Linked DNA regions of Zea mays: all the other regions are linked to region 1. The links are chromatin contacts, called in public Hi-C maps. All regions are on one chromosome and are shown on one strand. The core of a region is the stretch at or near the end of the contact, and the rest is flanking DNA. Distances in the headings are between cores, read along the strand shown. Region 1 holds the start of LOC100273084 (lysine ketoglutarate reductase trans-splicing 1). Region 2 holds the start of LOC100284263 (pseudouridylate synthase/ transporter). Region 3 holds the start of LOC541640 (legumin 1).

Region 1 (4,143 bases), core at 1,031-3,530:
TGGATCAATTTAAAGTCTATCAAAGACTTCTTTATTTCCCAATCAGCATTAACAAAATGAGTAAAAACAGTAATGTAATCTTCCTTGGCATTACCAGACCATATATTAGAAGTCAAGCAAACAGAAGACAACAGGAAAGATGGCATATTTTAAGTTCTTTAATTTTTCATTGTATAGCTTAACCAAGTCTCTAACAGTTGTAAACCTATATACTCTAACATATCTAGGGTTGTGAGCACGCTGAATGTAATCATCCCAAGCATCTGTGTCAGCTATCCCTAAAGGAAGATCAAGTCTAGTAATCAAACTACGAAGAAGCTCAGTTCTAGCAACCTGAGGATCATATTCCCATTTTCTAAAAGACCCATCAGGGTTCAAAGCTAGTCTAGTTTGAACCATAGCAGCATGATCAACCTTCTTTTTACATGATTTCTGGTGCCTAAGCAAGTGTCAAGTGCCAACATTAGAATTAGCACTCAACTGAGCCTTGCAAAATTTGCAAATATCAGCAATGCGCACCTTCTTACCATTACAATTTTCTGTGACTTTAGTGAAGTCATCCCAAACAGCAAATCGACGCTTACCAGTGCTTGAAGAAGTCAAAGAATCAAATACATTAGAGCCAGCAGCATCACTAACTGGCTTGGCAGGTGTCCCCTCTAGGTCGATGGCAGTATGACTGCTACTAACACCGAATAAAGGCAACAATAGCATCTCCCATGTCGTCGACGTCATCGGGAAGTTGTCCTAACTCAACAAGCTCGTCATTGATAGTTCTACGGTACCGGTCGTCGTCGTCATCCATGCGCCCTTCTTGGTACCGTACCTCAACGGCCTTGTCGGCACCAGCACGACCACGATGTAGTCAGCCCGCAACCTACCAAAGCCCACAACCAAGCAGCGAAGAGGAGATTAGGGTTAGGGTTAGGGATTACCGATTGGGGAGGGAGAGTCAGAGAGGAATGTACCTACCAAGCCGGAGCCCGGAGTCAGAGACGAGGGTCTAGGGCACGACGACACGCGACGAGCCGACAACCAACGACGACAAGATTAGGGTTAGGGATTTCTAGATTGGGGAGGGACCAAGGGAAAGCCGGAGTGGGGCGAGCCGCACGGAAGGAGAGTAGGAGACCCACCGATGTCGCCGGTGACGGAGATCTGGTAGTGGTGACGGCGAGGCGGTGACCGTGCGGCGGGCGGACCGCAGACGACGGGACAAGCAATTCGAGTGGGGAGAGGAGATGTTGTGTGGGAGTGGGACACTTGGATGAGATGAGGAGGGAGGGCGGATGTCGTGTGGGCGGTCGGGCCTTACCCCTCGCACCCCGACACCGGGCCGGCCCCGTGCGTGCCGTTTTCTGGCGGGCCGACCGTGCTGCCTGGTGGGCACTGCCGGTAGCCTAGGCACGACCTGATTTATTGGCCAGGGTACAAACCCAGCCGGGTCGTGCCATGTTTGGGCTGGGCCAAAAAAATAGACCTCGTGCCGGACAACCGGGCCTCGGGCTGCATGCTCATCTATACTAGAATCTAATATATTGACATCCAAACAATAGAATTGGGATTACATCTCATTTCAATATCATGTCTAATTTGATACCAAAATCAATTCGTACCTTCCAATATTAACGTCTAAACGGAGCATTATGTTTTTTCAAGCATCGGTCAGAAGAAAACAAAAGGGTGCATAAATAGTCATGTTGACGCCGAATCGATTTGCTGCCAAGATAAACTTATACTTTTTGATCTCAACTTAGCCTAATTTTGGTTTTTGAGAAGGAACTGTCAACGAGAAAGGAGCTAAATAAACTGAAAAAACGTTTGGAACGTTGGCAACAAACAACACAAACACATGGACATCCCAAAGTCCAGGGATGGACGACCGACCGAGCTGTCTAGGCCCATGTAGTACCAATAGGTAGGTCAGGAAGAATACGCGTGGTCCAGGATCCGACGGCGGGAGGACGGCCCCGTCGAGGGCGCAAGTTGCTGCGGTTGGTTCGTTGGGTGGCGTCCCTCTCCTTTCTCCCTGTCGTCTCCAACTTTCCCTTGGTTTGGCTTCCTGCCTTCCTGGCCTGGCCTAGCTCCTCTCCTCTCCTCCGGCTTGATTGATCGATCGATCGATCGATCCAGCCAGCCATCCACCCATCCCTTCCAAGTTTCCAACTGACATTGCCGCGCCGCGCAGGCGCAGCGCACGACTTCCGCCCTCCCCCACCCTCCGCCTCACGCATATAAACGCGCGCGCCTGCCTCCCCTGCCCCCGCCTGCCTGCCCACGCGCTCCGCTCCTCGCCCCCTCCTCTTCCCACGCCGCCGCCGTACCCACGGGCAGGGGGCACGGCTGGTGGCTCATCGCTCGGCCCGCTCCCCCTCCGTCGCAACCGGAACATACCAGCACCGGCGCTGCGGTATTATTCAGCTCCGTCCGCCGGCCGGCGCGGACGGACGCCAGGTTCGCTTTCCTGCCAAAACCCGCGCCTCTTTCCTTCCGCCCTCGGTTTCGATTTCGTCCGATTCGCCGTACTAGATACCCCACTTGTACTACAATAATGCTGCCGCCGGCCGAGAAGTCCAAACAAGATCTCTTCTTTCCGAGTATTACTTTATTTCTTTTTTTACTCCTCGTACGAGAAAGTAACAACAACAAAAAACTTGTTAGTAATTCCGTATACTTGGCCTGCACAAGTTCGTCCTACACGCACAGAATCTTGTGGTGCTGCACTGTTTGTGCGCCCCACTTCTTAGCAGCAAAGCGAGTAGAAACCGCATACTTGGGGGCATTGCTCATACTTTTGGACGCAGCCCAACCATTGTGGTTGCTTGTTAGTAGCTTTGTAATGCTATGCAAATTCAAAAGGAGATGAAAACCATATTTCGATTGGAGGCCTTCTGACGATGGATTGTCAATGTCTGTGTTTTCTCCAGGCTTCCTTCCTGTCTGCATAACAAAGCCGCCGCCATTATGATCTCCACATATGATGCTTAGCATTTGTCGCTCGCAGCTGTATTGCTCCTCTAGCTGCATCCTTGTACTAGAGCATGGCGAAGCTCGCATCTATTGCTCGCAGGTTTGTAAACCTACATGCTTGTCTCCACTCGAGCTGTTGGCTTCTGGACGGCTAGCGTTGCATGCTAATATCTTCTGCTCTTGTTGACGTTCATAGTATGCTTAGATTCCCAAACGGAAGCATGAGGCTTGTTATGGTAACGGTTATTGGAGCAGTCCTTGGCTTTTTCATTGGGATTTCATTCCCTTCGGTCAGCATAACAAAGGTATTAATGATAGTAACCTCCACGTAACAGCAATACCTCAACTAATTGAGCAGTTACTTATGTCTGTTTCGAATACGCCAGCTTCACTTTCCAGATAGCTTTATTTCGTACATTGAAGACAAAGACGCTGGACTCACGACCCAAGCTATACTCAATCATGCTTGGACTTCTGCCAGAAACGCAAGGGGAAATGGTACCGAACCGACTTCAAACAGTACCTTAAAGGTTAGTTAGTTGTATTACTCTGTCACATGACTTGACTTAGTTGTGGAGTACTATGGCTATTTGAACGGTATCCATTTAACGTGATATTCTCCTTGAATATCAGATGCTTATAAATAGCGAATAGAGTGTTTGCTATTTCCTGATATATTTTAGTTTGTCTGATGAGTTTTTTCTTTGATGATCTGTAGATTTATGTCCCAACGAACCCCAAGGGTGCAGAGGGGCTAGCACCAGGTATCGTTGTATCAGAGTCTGACTTCCATTTGCGCAGGTTATGGGGAGACCCAAGTGAGGTATATTTTCTCATGCACCATCACCTCACCAATCTTCTCCGAGTGCGTTTGATATATTTATAGCTGGACATGTTGAGAACTACAGTGGAAACCTAATTTTAGATTTTTTATAGTTCTCTTGACACATGCTTTAAGCATATGCTCCTTCTCACGTTTGTTCTTTCTTTGTCTTCTTCACATTTCTGGATTTTGTGTCTTGTGCTTCTTTTGACATGTGCTACAAGCATATACTGATCTGAAGCTCTCTATTTCTTGATTGGATTCACAGATAATCGAAACTGGAAAATCAAAGTTTTGCACTGTTTCTGCATTTTGTTGCTTGCAATGTTCTATGCTGATATTTGATCTTG
Region 2 (3,861 bases), core at 763-3,262, 180 kb before region 1:
GAAGAAGAAGAGGACGACATCGCTACGTACCGTCGGCGGCGGCGGGCGGTCTGCTTCACACGGGCCAGATCTCCGACGAGCAAGAGCAAGGAGGGCAGACGAGCAGCAAGCGGTTTCAGAAGGCAGTTAGGGTTTTTGCGGAGCGCGGAAAGATAAAGTTCAAAACGCGCCGCCCCCCGGCCCCTTTTATACACAGGGCGCGGCGCTTCGGGAAACCCGCAATCCCACAGTACGGCGTCAATCAACGGTCATGTCAAAAACCCCCGCGGAACCACTTCGAGCGAGGGCAGCATCTCCGCCATCTAGCGACGTCTTCGGCACCAGATGACTTAGTCAAACTGGTCCCTCGGAGGGCAAATGTTGGGGCGAAGGCGAAGACGCCACCCTTCGCTCGATGCCTTCGCCGTCCTCGCTGCACCAATGGAGACAAGACAACAGGCAGACTAACCCTTCGTCCCATACGTCACCGGACGAAGGCCTGTGACGAGGTCGTCTCATCTTGCGACCTCGTCCAGCATGGAGGCCCACGTGTGATCCGACCCATTGTAACAGACCCTGCGTGGCCGCTGCGCATTACAGGCCTAATTTGTAAAGGCATCCCTGTAATTACGGTCTGTAACCCCGCTTTATGGGAATATTCCGGGGATAACCTAGGTGTCTGAGGGTACATGCGTCCTTAACACAGGATGCTGGGCACACAGATACCTATAAATACCCCCGCACAGTGCCCTTGAGAGGCTAGATTAACAGAGCTATTGCCATCTCGTGCAAAAACCCTGTTTGCGTTACTACACTCCCCCGTTGGATCAACTTGCGCCGGAGAGCAAGTTCCAACAGTATTGTTTTTGGGTATTGTGTGGTTGTTAATGACATATAAAATATAATGTGATAATGCTTTTTTTGTCGGGATAAAGACCCAATACCTAAATGGGCATGAGTATGTGATGAATCTTATACCCATGATAGGTACGCGTATAGAGATGTGGATGAGTACAACTTCATGAGGATGGGTATAAGGTGTTTAAACCCGATGAAAAATTACCCATTGACACCTCTACCTAGATCATTAAACACTCACAAAACCAAGAATGAACACTAGAAAGATACACTTATCCTTTTTTGTACTGCCAAACTACACTGCTATAGCAAATATATTATGTTGTTTTGTTTATATACACAATTAAAGTGGCTAAAAAGAAATTATCCAATTAGCTAGAAAATAAAACTAATCAATCTATACTTACTCTATTAAGAACCTAATGTGGGCACATGTGCTACCACGACTTCACCCTTCGCGCTGATACTCTGAACCTGCCCCACGCGTCCGGATTGGTTCTCACCGCGCAAAAAAAAGTATAGAGCAAACACTCAGAACCTACCTATGCCCGCCTGCTCTAGAAATTTGGGAATAACCAGCAAACCACACATACAACAACAGTAGCAAAGAAGAACAATGGCTAGTGAAATAAGAAAAATTAATAAATCAAGCTAGATTATGCAATTCCTTTTAACCTCGAACCTCTAATTGCAGTGAACCTCATTGGAAAAGAACCCAATGTGTTCCCTAATAGTAGCAGGGTTCCTACATTTCTCTTGAACTCTCAGTCTCTCACTGCTTCAGACCCAATCAAACTCAGTTCATCAACCAAATTAAGAAAATGGAAGCAGTTCATCCACCAAATTAACAAAATAGAAGGAAAACAAAAAGAAAAATTGGAGATGCGGGGGGATCGAACCTCGTGGAAGCAGTTCATCCACCAAACTAAAAAAATAGAAGAAAACAAAAAAAGATTGGAGATGCGGGGGATCGAACCCCGTGCCTCTCGCATGCAAAGCGAGCGCTCTACCATTTGAGCTACATCCCCAACGATGCTATTTGTAACTAGACAACATAGTAAACCGTGTAATACTGTACGCATGCATCATTCCGTTAAACCCCGTCAAGCCGTATGGACATCGATGATGCTATGTGCCTATGTCCTACATCTATACCGTCGGCTGCAGATCCAACGTCAGGACTGCCGCGCGACTCGGCTCTCGCTTCCCCTATCGATAGCGAGCGGCCCGCCCGTGCAGACGCAGAGACACGAATGCCTCCTCGAGCGGGAGCCATGGCGGCGGCGGCGGCGAGGGCAAGGGCGGCGCTGCTGCCCTCCTCCCCCTCCCCATCGCCGCTGTTCCGCCTCCCGCGCCGCTTCCTTTCACTCACCGCGACTCGCTACCCTCTCTACTACGACCTCATCGTGCATCGCCCCGCGGACCCCAATCCCCCCAAATCCTCCGCCGCCGGGGCCGACCGGCAGCCGCAGCCAGCCCCCGAAGAGCAGACGCTCGACCGCGCAAAGCGCCGGTACCTCCGCAAGCGCCGCAGCCGCCTACTCCCCGACCCTGACGCCACCACCACCACTAAGCCCTCCTCCTTGTCGTCGGAGTTCGTCGAGCTCAGGCCGGAGGTGGTGGACTTCCCGCGCCTGCACGCGCGCGAGGAGGCGCTCTACTTCCACGACACCTTCGCAATGCCGTGGGAGAAGGACAAGCACTACCGCATGCTCTACCGCCTCGAGAAGAAGTACTTCCCCCACCAGTCGCTCGACAACGCGTTCGTCTCCGCCGACGCCGCCCCGGCCTCCGACGCCGACAGGGGGCTCGTATTCTTTGACGACGAGAAGAAGGAAAACGAGGGAGAGGAGCGGGCGGTCAGTGACAAGGGCGCCAACAAAGGGGAGGTGCTGGAGAGGAAGGTGGAGGATTTCTTCAGGTCTCTCAAGAAGGGTCCCGGCCAAGTCGACACCAAAGCCAAGAGACCGGGAACGGAGCCGCAGCAGCAGGTGAAGCGCGAAGTGCGGAGGGAGGAGGAGCGGCCGCAGCCGTACCTCGTCACTAGGACCACGGAGCTGCCGCCGAGGTGGGACGGCCCTGCTGGGACCGTCGTGCTCATCGACAAGCCCAAAGGTGATGCCTTCCCCCTACCCTCTGGCACATTGCAAGTTCTACATTGCCGTCTGTGAGCTTAAGACAACACTAATATTTCTTAGCTACTTTTATCTGATGTACCACTGGAAAGCTCATTTTATGAAATGTGAGCGATTATCACAACAGTTAGATGTCAGCCAGGTAGTGTGGCACTACTGCAGCTTTGCCTGAAGACAGGGTTCTTTACTGTTTTTCCTATCAGGGCAGATAAATAATTAGTTAATGTGCGGACAGGATTAGGTTCGAACTGTGTTTTATTAAATTTGGTCTACTGCCTTCCATCCTAAACTATTCATCTGAACTCATCTTTCTTCTGATATCAGGATGGACTTCGTTTACTGTCTGTGGAAAGTTACGGCGCTTGGTGAAAGTACAAAAGGTGATATCAGGGCCTTTTCACTGTATCTGAATGTAGCATTAGCCCTTAGCATTAAGTACATGTTTTGCAATATTTGTGTGGTCTCAGGTTGGACATGCTGGAACTCTGGACCCAATGGCAACTGGATTGTTGATTGTTTGTGTAGGAAAAGCAACCAAAATAGTTGACAGGTAACATCGTATAATCTTTTGGGAAAAGCTTATTCTTGTGGATGCTGGGGCAGTTGTCCTCTGGCTTATGCTTATCCTAGAATTTGCTCGAGTATAGACTGTATAGTAGGCTATGTGGGGAAAAATATGATGGACTGAAATAATTGTTTTGCATACTATCGCTACTTATCATCCCTCCATCTCTAGCACTTGCTGTACATTCTATTCTGAATGATCTCATGCTTCTGAAGCTACCAAGGAATGGTTAAGGGCTATAGCGGTGTTTTCCGACTTGGAGAAGCCACATCAACCTGGGATGCAGATTCACCAGTATGTATCCTAGCATCTCTACAATGGTCT
Region 3 (4,061 bases), core at 110-2,609, 200 kb before region 1:
CCCCTGATGCCGTACATGGCGCTGTGGGCGTTGAAGTTCCAGAACGGCGACATGATGGCGTCCTGGTACAGGTCTACCCGCACCGCGCTCATCTGTACGAGGTTGAGGACGGGGAACTTGTGGCTGGTGAGGCGTGTGATCCTCCCAGCCCCAGGGCTGTAGACGTCGGCCTGGTCCAGCCGTTCGACGCTGTGCCTCACCTCCATGGCGCAGACGTTGTGCCTGTCGACGTCGCGCTGGCACGTTTGGTACTGGACTTGTGACGATGGGAACGAAAACGACGACGACGACGGCGACGGATTCAGCTGGTGAAAGCCGTGCTCCGGCTCCACGCGGACGATCTCGCCTCGCTGGTCACGCCGGCTCTGCAGCTTCTCGGCGACGTGCATGCTGACGCCCAGGGCTTCGCTCAGGAACCGGGCGTCGATCCCTTTGAAGATGTTCTCGGCGAAGTGGGGCTGCCCCTTGCTGAAGCCCCCAGCCAGCAAGAATTTCTGCGAATCGCACAACGACGACAGAGATTCATTAGTCGAGTTTTATCGAAATGTAAGGGTGTAGCTAGCTGCTAGCATAGTAGCAGTACCCTCATGGAAGGCTCGAGCTGGTTGATGTTGTTGTTCTCGTCGAAGACGTAGACCGCCACAAGCGGCGCGTCGCCGTCGTTGTACAGCCAGTGCTGGGCGCCGGCCGGCATGGCCACCACGTCGCCCTGCTCGAATCGGTGGATCTTGTGGTGGTCATGCTGATGGTGATGGTGTCCATATCCATATCCGTATCCATACTGCTGCTGCTGGGTCTCCTCTTGGCATCCCGGAAACGAGAACCCAATGATCCCTCTCCCTACATAATACACTGGATTAGTCGTGATTCATACGCCAAAATCTGTAGTCGAGCTGAGCCACATGCATTGCAGCACTAGAATCTAGCCAAGAACCTTGGACGATGTAGACAAGCGAATGGACGTTGGAGTATCGAGGGAGCAGGAGGCCCATGGCGTCGACGACGACGCGGACGGCGAAGATGCCGGCGCAGGTGAGCTCCCGGTCGGCTTCGTTGAACCGGCTGAAGTACTGGACGGAGCCGGCCTCAGACTGCACCTTGTGGCGCGGCTCCAGGGCCTCCAGCTTGCCATCGAAGCCGCACTCCCTGGCGGCTCCTCCCCGGGACGTGCTCCATCCCCACGAGGTGCCGGAGCAGCACAGGAGGAGGAGCAGCAGCAGGGACAGGGGCAGCGACGAGGGAAGCGGCCGCACCTGGCCGGAGAGTACTATTGCCGCCGCCATTGCTGCGCTGCCTCTGCTCGCTCGCTCACTCTCTTGGCAGTGAATGCTGTTGCCGTGGTGTGCATTGCTGATGGTGTGCCATTAAGTAAGTGGAACGAGAAGGATGCAAAGCTAAAAAGAACAAAAAGTGTTTGTTGCACCTGGGAACAAATTCAGGCCTTGTCCTCGTACGCTGCTGGTGCTTTGCTTTGCCGTGATAGGAGCTGTGCACGTTGGATGGGAAGAACCTGACAAGCTCGCGATCGATCAGCAGTAGGATGTCGACTTGGATGGATCGTGTGCTCAACAGTTTGGACTTGTTGCTTGTGCTGACAGTCACAAAAGGGCAAAGGCCGCTTCAGTTTTGTACTGACTAGCGACTCCAACAGTTTGTTGCGCCTTTTTAGTTCGTTCACGCACAGTCCGATTACGACTGTCCAGGTGCACGCATTAGCGACCAGCCTTGCCTACTACACTTCTCTACGGTTTGGTTGCTTGCATGTTTTCGCTAGAGTACTCTAGATCGTCAACAAAATGATTAATGAGGCAGCCTTGACAAATGCTATGGAAATCATAAAGTTTTCGGGGTTCGGACTAGTACTAGAAGAATGGACCGGTCTTTTTGGTAGGACTAGACAAAATACTCGTGGCTCGTGAGATCGCTCGGTTCATGGTTAGCTCGACTCAATTCAGCTCAGCTCATTTTGATTTTGTCACGAGCTGAGCTAGTATCTCAGCAAGATTTGTTAACAAGCCAGCTCGAGCTGTGTTCGAGTCAGCTCTTTAGCTTGAATGAGCAACCATTTGTCAGAAAAACAAATCTCGCACTTGTGTTGGATGAATTAATAAGTGATTTGTTAATTTGGTGTTATATTGACATGATATGTGAAAGTGTGAGTATTGTTACTCTTTTTTAGTGTTAAATAGGTCTAGAATTAACTAATAATTGGTTATACTATTTTATATATGTGTATATTGTTTTTTTAGCTCGGGAGAGCTCGAACTCACAAATGAGACGAGTTGGTTCTCTTATTCGGTTCCTTAATATATCGAGCCGAGACAGTTTAAGTTTGGCCAAGTTGACCTGACTCGATATCTAGCCCTATTTTTGGGTTAATACAAGCACAACCACGATCTAAAATCAGTAGCCAAAGCAAAGCCTAACACTTAGTAATTTAGACCAGGCTAACACGAACGAAGACAGGCCTAGACCGAATCTTAAATATTGGCCTGTTAGGCCGGACACAGCCCGCACGTATGAGCTGGATCTAGATCAGCTCGACAGAAAAAGAAAAACCCCGTAAAACATGAAATTGGCACAATTATACACACGCAACCGAGGCCGGCCTTAACCCTGACGGCCCCGCCCATGCAAAGGCATGCCGCCTCACTCGTTCAGTCCATCAGCGACTCAGCCTGCGAGTATACGACAGCGATATGAATATGAGCATAGGCCCGTGCCCTGCGCCCAGGCTTAGGCAGCCCTCCGATCCACGATACAGCGATGCAAAGAAGCTAACCTTGGTGTCGCCGCCCGCTGTTCCTCACTTTTAAGCCCTCCGCCGTGCAGACGCCGCCGCCGCAGCAGGTGAGCTCCCCAGGACCGGGATGCAGCTTGGGGTCGGGTGCGTAAGCGTAACAGTGAATATAATAAAGGAAGTAGTATTCAGTACTCATATACTGGTAGTATATGTACATAATACATGTAGTGGTGTGCGTATACATTCAGTTGGTCGTATAATCGACCTAGCAGGAGACCATATATACTGTAATGTTTGTGGCGCATTTCATAAAGGGTCTGAAGCCGGAGTTGCAGGGACATGTGTTCAATCTCATTTGCCAGCAACTGTCGATATAGAGCAGCCTTATTGGTACGCATTCAGCAGTCGGTTCTGGAGAAACAGAGACAGGAGTTGGGACGATTCATGGGTCAAAATCGCCAGAATGGTCTGTGTTGTACATAATACATGTAGTGGTGTGCGTATACATTCAAATGGTTGTATAATCGACCTAGCAGGAGACCATATATACTGTAATGTTTGGAGGAGAGAAGAGAAAAAGGATAGGAACACAAACTTGCCTAACGAGTTGGAGTTCCATCTCCCAGCAGTTGCTCACGTCTCGTTCTCTCGCCGGGGCCAAGGGCCATATCATGCTCGAAAGTTGAACACTAGCCGCCTAGCCGCCTCTCGCAATCCTGTCGATCCATGGCCCGTGTGACCTCTGAAGCATGGACATATATGGTAGTATATGTAGTAGTAATATGTGGTAATGACTCTTATGATCTTCTACAGATATGAAGAATTTGTTGTTGCAACCATTTTAGCAAGTTCTAGGTGTTGTGTAAGGTTGTTCACTTGTTTGTGAGTTTGTAACTGAGTATATGTAGTATGTGTAGATGTAATGTAGGTATTGGTAGAACTTGTTCTAATAGAGTAGTAGTAGGTGCTGGTAGTATATATGTAGTATGTATGGACGTAATGTAGCTGTGAAATGTAGCAGTACTGCGGTAGCACTACTGTAATTGTATTCGGTATATGTTGAAATACTATCAATTGAAATATTGTTATTTGTAGTTGTGTTGTGTTATGTATATATCCTTGAATAATGCCGGTTGAAATGTGGGACGAGTTTTGGGCTAGCATGATCGAGTGAAGGCCCAATGTGTTTTAGGGCTAGGCTAGGCCACTGTTTCTGCTCTTTGGGCTGGTACGACACAACTCGATTTTTTTAGGCCTTCTCCGTCCAAGCTTGTTTGGCCCGAAGCATGATGGGTTTGGGCTAGCATCGCCCAATTCT

What was found. Hi-C and Micro-C count contacts between places; a contact is called where the count stands out from the background.
Region 2: a contact with region 1 is called in a Hi-C map of ear, with 2.8 times the contacts expected there. The contact joins the promoter of LOC100284263 here to the promoter of LOC100273084 in region 1. A contact is called at or near these places in 7 of 25 Hi-C or Micro-C datasets (bundle sheath, ear, endosperm and 3 more).
Region 3: a contact with region 1 is called in a Hi-C map of leaf, with 3 times the contacts expected there. The contact joins the promoter of LOC541640 here to the promoter of LOC100273084 in region 1. A contact is called at or near these places in 2 of 25 Hi-C or Micro-C datasets (both in leaf).

What each region holds. Positions count from the first base shown.
Region 1 is chr6:47,749,100-47,753,242 of Zm-B73-REFERENCE-NAM-5.0, reverse strand. LOC100273084 (lysine ketoglutarate reductase trans-splicing 1) reads left to right here and starts at 2,280. Exons shown (of 15, transcript NM_001147533.1): 1 at 2,280-2,454; 2 at 2,928-3,070; 3 at 3,167-3,275; 4 at 3,357-3,500; 5 at 3,689-3,793. The coding sequence starts at 3,042.
Region 2 is chr6:47,933,628-47,937,488 of Zm-B73-REFERENCE-NAM-5.0, reverse strand. It overlaps LOC100284263 (pseudouridylate synthase/ transporter), which reads left to right and starts at 2,012. Exons shown (of 9, transcript NM_001157158.2): 1 at 2,012-2,952; 2 at 3,297-3,352; 3 at 3,440-3,522; 4 at 3,753-3,831. The coding sequence starts at 2,091. TRNAA-UGC (transfer RNA alanine (anticodon UGC)) reads right to left here and starts at 1,865; the gene lies at 1,793-1,865.
Region 3 is chr6:47,952,489-47,956,549 of Zm-B73-REFERENCE-NAM-5.0, reverse strand. It overlaps LOC541640 (legumin 1), which reads right to left and starts at 1,359. Exons shown (of 3, transcript NM_001111395.3): 1 at 935-1,359; 2 at 584-840; 3 at 1-494. The coding sequence starts at 1,283.